Regions from separate parts of the Hordeum vulgare genome. Here region 1 is linked to region 2. Evidence: chromatin contacts called from public Hi-C data. All regions are on one chromosome and are shown on one strand. The core of a region is the stretch at or near the end of the contact, and the rest is flanking DNA. Distances in the headings are between cores, read along the strand shown. Region 1 holds the start of LOC123444349 (reticulon-like protein B1). Region 2 holds the start of LOC123440225 (anthocyanidin 5,3-O-glucosyltransferase-like).

The links. Hi-C and Micro-C count contacts between places; a contact is called where the count stands out from the background.
Region 1: a contact with region 2 is called in a Hi-C map of leaf, with 2.9 times the contacts expected there. The contact joins the promoter of LOC123444349 here to the promoter of LOC123440225 in region 2. A contact is called at or near these places in 2 of 6 Hi-C or Micro-C datasets (both in leaf) and 1 of 1 datasets of contacts at active chromatin or transcription factors (embryo).

The regions. Positions count from the first base shown.
Region 1 is chr3H:476,102,812-476,107,117 of MorexV3_pseudomolecules_assembly, reverse strand. LOC123444349 (reticulon-like protein B1) reads right to left here and starts at 2,289. Exons shown (of 5, transcript XM_045121037.1): 1 at 1,980-2,289; 2 at 1,343-1,523; 3 at 1,029-1,170; 4 at 866-935; 5 at 280-770. The coding sequence starts at 2,187. The coding sequence ends at 604.
Region 2 is chr3H:475,555,539-475,559,690 of MorexV3_pseudomolecules_assembly, reverse strand. LOC123440225 (anthocyanidin 5,3-O-glucosyltransferase-like) reads left to right here and starts at 1,961. Exons shown (of 1, transcript XM_045116795.1): 1 at 1,961-3,982. The coding sequence starts at 2,404. The coding sequence ends at 3,879.

The DNA.
Region 1 (4,306 bases), core at 1,040-3,539, 550 kb before region 2:
AATGCTATCCAGACCTGGAAGATACACGATTTATACATGAATTGATTCAAACTTGATCCATTTAGAAAGGCTATAAAATAAAAGTAACATTCAATATTTGTGCAACACGGCTAGTGCATTTGTGATGCTTACAATGCTAGGAGGTCCGGCATCAATATAGGTGAACCCTCTGTTTGGAACCCTACATAAATACTTGGTGAAAATGTATCAAATTATCGAATTTCTTTTAACCAAATGAAATACTATCAATACCCATAAATGGAAGAAACAAAGAAAAACTCACCAAGCACAGGACTGGATAAATCACTAAAGCAGTAGGAGTATATCACAAAGTTCACTAGGCACTAGAACAATGATAATGCCATAACATTTCTGGCTCCCGGATAGAGTAACCATGCTGAACGTTGAAAAATAAGCAATAACGAAGATCAACACTTTTCAACTGGCATGACTCCACTTCACAAAAAGATCCGCAAACCACATCTATATGTACTAGTATCAAGTAGTATTAACTAGAAGACAGGCGCAATGACATAGAACCATCCTTCAAAATGAGGGACAAGTTGAGATTAACACGGATGGCGGCTGGGTAACTCATGTGATCTAGTGCTTCTTGTTTTTCAAAGCACCCTTCGGGATCTTCGACAGGACCTTCTCTTCAAAGATGGCATAATACTTCTTCAACTCGATCATGGCCTTCTCACCAAAAGCATCAACCTTGTCATCATACTTCTCATACAGAACTGGGACAGTGTACAGCACCACAAAGACTGCACTCGCAAAAATGATACATGTCCATTAATAACTTGCATTGGTATTCAGTGAACAGTGATGAAAACAAGCTTCCAGCACCAGTGATCATTACCTATATATGACAATGTCAAAAAGTTGCAGCAGCTCCCAAGAACAGAAAGAACCCAGAGCCCTCCAATCACCTGGGAATACAAAGAACATTCACATGTTCATGAGCAGGATCAAGAAAGCACCAGCCATTAATCATTGCGAAATTGAAGAGGTAAACAACATACAATGAGGAATTTCTTCAGATCACGACCATGACCAATCTCTCTCAAGGTAAACAGGCCCCGGTTGATCTCATGCCGCAGTGATAGGGCAATGTTTACAGTCAAGTCCTCCGGAATTTTCACCTCAGGAATGTTCGGGGGAGACCTAAAACATCATCATAAATACAAAGGAATATGAGAAGTGCTAAACAATCAGCAAATTCAAATGGCTAGTAAAGGACGGTGTGTGCAGGCATCACAATCAACAGCAGCTGGTCTAGCACTAGCATAAGTTCAATCGATTTTTTCCATCTAGATAGAAGTGAGGAGAAGCTCACTTGTGAATGAAAATGCAGACATTGGACCAGAGGAACAGGGTGGCCAGGGAGAGGATGAGGCAGTGGCCCACTAAGGTGAGCAGATGGTACTCCATGACCTCGAACAGCAGCCAGATGGCCGTAGCGCCAGCGAGCACCCCTCCGGAGATCTTCTTGTTCCTCCATAGAACAAGATCAGCAGCTGCAAGCAGAATGGAATAAATTTATAAAGCATTCACATCAGGCCAAAAACCCCGAATAAACATTTAGGCGATTAAGCATTCCAGATCTGTTCCACTGCCCCCAGATCGTCAGCAGCATATTAGGGGTTTAGAGTGACGACAAACTGTGCCGCCGCCGTTTAACCATGGCCATACTCGAATTAAGCACGCAAACCTTCAGTTTAATGCGTAAGAACTAACTCTAAACCCTCCAAGCAAGCTTTAGAACAGGCTGATGCGCTGTGAAATCACATAACCGGGGGGGTCCTATCGCTTCTTCCCATCCTAAAGCTACAGCTAGTTATGACTCCGTACCAAGCAATGAAGTAGCAACAGTTCGACAAGCGAGACGAAACGCGATCAGATCGAACCGGATCTAAGCACCAAACCATAATCAATTTCCGAATCTGGAACACGGAGCTCGTGGGGGGGCTTACGCTTGCCGCCGCCGAGGACGGCGTGGACGGGCTGCTCGCGGCCGAAGAGGCGGTAGATCTTGGCCTTGACGCCCGCCGCCGACCCCTTCTTGTCGTCGTCCGAGTCCGACGACGACGACGACGAGGAGCCCCCGCCGCCGTGGAACTTGTCGGAGATCTTGTCCATCATGGACTCCGCCACCGGCTCCTCCTCCTTGTGCTCCGCCATGCTCCCCTCTCTTCTCCTCCCACGCTTTTCTCGGTTAGTTTTCCTCTCCTTTCCTTTCCTTTCTTTTTCCCCTTTGCTGCGCGGTCACGCAAAGACCTCCGGGTGCGCGTAGCCTGGCGGCGACGCTTTATACGGCGCGCGACGCGATCGGGGCCGTCCGTCCGGGCGGCGCGCGGACGGCCAGGATGCGGGCAGGGGCGGTTTGGTTTGAAACTGGTAGGATTCGTCCACGCCGTACGCGACGCGCCCCAGCGCTCGACTTGGGTCCAGCTCTACCCTCTGGCTTAATGGCGAGTTAAGGCCGGGGCCCAGGTGGCAGCGGGACGAAGGGTGCGTGTGCGGGTGGACGGGAGAGGGGGTTAAGTTTGAAGACGCGGACGGGTAGGCGTCGTCATCGCAGGCACGTCGTTGCGGGACCCACGAGGGAGAAGGGCCGGTGGAGATCGCGAGGATGCGTTGGGCGGAACTGTGACACGTGGTGCGAGGCCGACATCCGTCGGCGCCCACGGTGGTCTTGTCGTCTCGGGAGAAGCTTCTTGGGCAACGACTTGGACGAGCACATAACTTGGTGGCTAAGCATTTTTCGTCCAGCAAAGGCTGATTCATGGACAGTACTGTTCATGGAGAATATTTTTTTGGACCGTCTATACGGTCAGGTACCTGAAACAATTTTCAGCGTCAATCCGTTTTTTCGGGTCCAACGGCAACGATCGGGCTTGCCACGTGTTCTTCTTCTTCCTTCCCCGTGCTTGACGGTTCCTCCTCCTCCGTGTGACCTAGCTCTAACCGACTGTCTGTGTCTTTCATAGCTAGTAAGCGTTGTGACGCACGTTCTTGCCGCACCACCCCTCGCTCGACTCCCCCCCCCCCCTTCCGTGTTGTCTATCGCCATCGACCATCCCTTTAGTCCATTCGATCTCCAACAACTCTGGTGACGACAACCGCATCCTCGCATCTGTGTAGTCAAGTGTCGGACTCGCTCCTGTTGGCTTTTGCCCGTTAACGGTTCAACCTCATCGGGGTCAGGGCTCCTCATTGTCGCTCCCCGTGTTGTCCCCGTCTTTGGCCTATCGTGAAAGCAGAACACACTAATGCGTCGAAATTTTCAGGTACTTGATGTTTGGCAAATGTGTTCTCTAATCCTTAGGATCTCCACTCATTAAAAGAACAGAGTTGTCCGATTAATTAACAGAAAACTCCCCAAAAAGTGACTCCGACTTTATTGCGGACGACGAACCAATAACTCTGAGACCAAACGAAGCACGAAAATCTTGCTCGCATATGTCAAATAAACAACTACAACATGTCAATGACCAGGAAAATCGGACTTCGCAACATGAGGAGCACACCTAGCATCATTACAGCCCTAGCCGCCCATCACGCGACATCGTTGACACTGTGTCACCCGACATCGCTGCAACTCTGATTTCACACTTAGGAATAAGTCAGATTGTAGGCGGTGAAGGCAAGCTATCACCCTACCCATCTTTCTACGACCATCATCGCCACACAAGTAGCAATATCAGTACCCCGCCATTGGTCGAGCGCGTGCGATCACGATGTCATGCATGTCCAGCACCAAGGAATCACAAGAAAGGTCGAGATCTTAAAGACGATGCCCCAGAGAGAGAAAACGACGTCACTATTCGATCCTCCAGCAAAATCTTTGTTTTCTCTCGAAGAGCTCGCCACCCACAAGGAGGATAATGACTCCCATGGGCGTTGCCGTTGGCTTTGGCTCGAAGCATCATTACCACCATTCCACACCATCAGCCAATGCCAACAAGCACCGCTACTATCCGCACACATACCCAACACACATGCGACACCATAAGGGTGTCAGAGACTCCGACCACGTCATAACCACGTCGACGCCCATCCATCGCAAACATGGCATGTAAAGGAGTCAATGCCTGGAGTAACGACGCCATGGTGTGTCTCCTGAACAGGAGGGCGCCATCCCCCAAAAATCCATTGGACGGGGATGGTGAAACAAAGTCAGGGCACCACTGTGAGTTATCGAGGCCTAACCGTCCGGGGGGCGCCACATAGAGATGGTCGAGCCTCCCTTCGTCCTCGACATGCATGGAACACGAGAAAAACGCCCACCACGTCGTCC
Region 2 (4,152 bases), core at 712-3,211:
GTGGGAGGATCTATTAACTTCGTGTCATGTCCTGAATAGAGTTCCTAACAAGAATATAGAGAAAACCCCTTATGAGGAGTGGGTTGGGAGAAAACCATCACTTCATTATTTATGCACTTGGGGATGCTTGGCAAAGGTCAATATTCCTATCCCTGATTAAGAAATGTTGTGTGGGGCTTACATCAATTACGTCTGGTATGTTGAAATGTGGATTCAATTCTTTTCGAGTAACGTTTGATGGTCGGCTCTCGCACTCGTGTCTACGCATTGCCCCCCTATCCGCGAACGGATGCAAAAGTAAATTTGCGGGTTAACGTTTGATATGCCCTTAGGGCATCTCCAATGGCGACCCAAAATTTTCCTCTCGTATGAGGCCCGAACACACATGCGGGAGGCCGCCATCCATCGCTACCAGCATGCATTTCAACCCGCATTTGAACTAACTGGAGGAAATTAATGCAACCTTGTCGATATTAATCAAAGTTCGGATAGAAAATGGCACAAATCATCCATACATAGCATGCAAATTAAGTCTAATACAACAATGTCTCAAATTCGACTAGATTAATCGGATGTCCAATAGAAGTTTTTCATCAACACGCAACCGCTCTCCTCTAGGACGACATTGTTCACCCTAGAGTTGTTTGTACTCACATACACTCTGCCCCACTGTAGGCGATGGTCAAATGCCTTTGTGACAGCCGAAGATGTACAACAGCGGCGGAGGAGGTTGGGGATGCGGATTAAGGTAAGGTGAGAAAGGGCAAAGAGGAAGGAAATGAGACCGGGGGGATTGGGTGGCTGGGGGTGTTAGAGTCCTACACGTCTCGTGTCCGGACTCCCGCAACCCCCACCCCACCCACCCCTAACACACACACTTTGTCTCCAATTTACAGGGAAAACACGACAGGACCGCTTGGCGCACCGTTACAACCCCGCGTTGGATGACTTTCGCTGTCCGGATGTATGGGTGCGGTTTGAGGGTCGGTGTTGGAGATGCCCCACTGCGAGGGGCTACTTAAGGCTACCTCATAATTTCACAATCGTCCTGATAGAACCTGGCAACCATTGTAACAACCTATCATGAGACACCCCCTACATCTATATAAGATCATACAAGAAGGAATCATCTATAACACTAAGCTCTCTAGTTTTAGAGAGCACATATCCAATTGAGGTTTTCAATTAGGATTGGGTCACCCGATTTTGATTGGGTGAACAATTTCTCAAAGTTATCTCACTCAATTCTTTTATACTATGCAATATGCTCCCTAATTTTTAAATCCTCATAATTAATTGAGGTATTTAATTTAGAATTTAGTCGACCTGATTTTGACCGGGTCATCAATTTCTCAAGGGCTCTCCCATTCAATTCTTTCAATTCCTATGTTCTCATTTTGAAGCTTTTTCATTCAATTGAGATATTCAATTTTGGATTTGGATTACAATTTTAATCGGGCCAACTATTTTTCAAATCAATCAGCATCAACCTGCCTATAAAAACATATCAATCTCGCACGAAATATACATTGGTTAGCGGATAACACATAACCACACCACAAAAGTCCCATCGAATTACCGTATTATAAAAAAACACTCCATATCCCCCACGTGCCACACTAAGTATTCTATCAGTTTCAAAATATAAGGGTTTATTAGTTTTCTTAAAGTCAAATTTCTTTAATTTTGAGCAAGTTCAGATTAAATAATAACATCGACATCCACACTATTAAATATTTTTTTAGGAAATTCATTTCATAATGAATCTGATTTGATATTATGAATTTTGGTATGTTTCCTTACAAATGAGAATAAATTCAATATATTTGAATTTTAAAAAAACTAATTCATCTTATATTATTAAACAAAATGATTTTTTGAAGAAACCCAACAACACCAAAGATGCATCAAAAAGCGTTCAACCCTTCTATTTCCTTCGTTTTTAAATATAAATCTTTTTAAAAGTTACATTAAAGGACTGTTGTACATAGACATACTTTAAAATGTAAATTCATTATTTTGATTTGTATGTAATCACCTAATAGAATATGTAAAAAGACAGTAAGTATTATCTCAGAGACTCAGACCGTCGTGTCTTGAATCTATGTAAAATGTTTCGTGTGCCCACCGTTCTCATACTTCCGGTCCCGCGTCCCATCCTGTCAGCACTACTGTCAATTTCGTACACACATAATTCCATTATTACAGTCAGTACACTAACTAGGAGCGGATATACGTCTCCCTCCTTGTAGGTAGGTACGGGTTGTGGCCAGAAATGAAAGGCCATAGCATATTTAGCCTCACGATCCATCCATCCCCATATCCCCTTTCGCAGCCTCGTCATTACTACTAAAACAAATCTGTTACTCCCAATTCCTCTGCTTCCCACAGCCACGTCCTAGAATGAAAGAGGCAAACCAAGGAGCCGGCGACAGAGAGTCGCGGCGCACAGTCGTCATGTACCCTGCGCCCGGCGCGGGCCATTTGATCCCCACGGTGGAGTTTGCCAGGCTGCTCGTGTCGCATGGCCTCGCGGTCATCGTCGTTCAGCGTGGCCTTCCGGCCGGCAACGCCACCGTTCCCGCCTCCTCCCTGTACGGCAACGGCGACGCTTCAGCCAGCCCCTTTCTCTCTTTCCACTACATCCCGGAGCCGCCACTCCCGCACGGGATGCCGGAGGGCGACCATGTGGGCAAGGTTTTCGAGCTCAGCCGCGCCTCCAACCCCGAGCTCCGTGATTTCCTCCGCGCCACCGCCCCGGCGGCCCTCCTGCTCGACTTCTTCTGCTACAGCGCCGCCGATGTCGCGGCAGAGATCGGCATCCCGACGTATTTCTTCTTCCTGGGTTGCACGGCCAGCCTTGCGGTACTGCTCCACCTGCCCGTCATCCACGGGCAAAACGCTGTGAACTTGGGTGACCTCGGCGGCGAGCCCGTGAAGGTGCCGGGCGTCACTCCCATACCGGCGCACGACCTCCCCGCTGCTTTCCTCGACCGGAGCAGCGTGAGCTACAAGCATTTCCTCGCCGTGTCCCAACAGCTGTGCCAGTCGCATGGCGTTATCGTCAACAGCTGCCGCTCCCTGGAGCCGCGCGCCACCGACGCCGTCGCCGCCGGCCTCTGCGCGCCCCCGGGGCGCACGACACCGCCTTTGTTCTGCATCGGCCCGGTGGTGAAGTCCGAGGAGGTGGCTGAGAAGCAAGGCGAAGAGTGCCTTGCGTGGCTAGACACGCAGCCGGAGGCCAGCGTGGTGTTCCTCTGCTTCGGCAGTATGGGCCGGTTCAGCGCCGAGCAGATCAAGGAGATGGCGGCGGGGCTGGAGATGAGCGGGCAGCGGTTCCTCTGGGTCGTACGCAGCCCGGCGGGCGGCAACGGCAACGGCAACGAGCATCCCGGCGAGCCGGAGCTGGACGTGCTCCTCCCGGATGGCTTCCTGGACAGGACCAAGGACAGAGGGCTGGTGGTCATGTCGTGGGCGCCGCAGCGGGAGGTGCTCGCCCACGGATCGGTGGGCGGGTTCGTGACCCACTGCGGGTGGAACTCGGTGCTGGAGGCGGTCATGGCGGGCGTGCCGATGCTGGGGTGGCCGCTGTACGCGGAGCAGCGGATGAACAAAGTGTTGTTGGTGGAGGGAATGCAGCTAGGCGTGGCGGTGGAACGAGGCGAGGATGGCTTCGTGACGGCAGAGGAGATCGAGAGGAAGGTGACTTGGCTGATGGGTTCTGATGGCGGGAGGGAGCTTCGGGAGCGTACTCTGGCGGCCATGAGAGGGGCAAGGGAGGCCCTGAGCGACGGTGGGGATTCCAGGGCGGCACTGCTGCAGCTCGTGCAAAGGCTGAGCGCCCCCGATGTGACGGAGGAGAGTGTTTGCCAGCTGTAGCTTGTGCAACCGTGAATGAACAGGCTCTTTTTCTTTTCGAATCAATGATTACGAAAAACTGTCTTTATATATGACAAAACCTAATAAAGCGACAGATTTGCTATTTTTTGTTCGACTGAATTTATTTTCTGGACAGGTCCTTTCAGCACGTGAGCAACTAACCAACGATTATTAATTTAAAGGCCTCCCGCGATGGTCAATTTTTCGGCTTGGGAGAGCATCAAATGGTGCGTCGTGGTCAATTTTTCGGCTTGGGAGAGCATCAAATGGTGC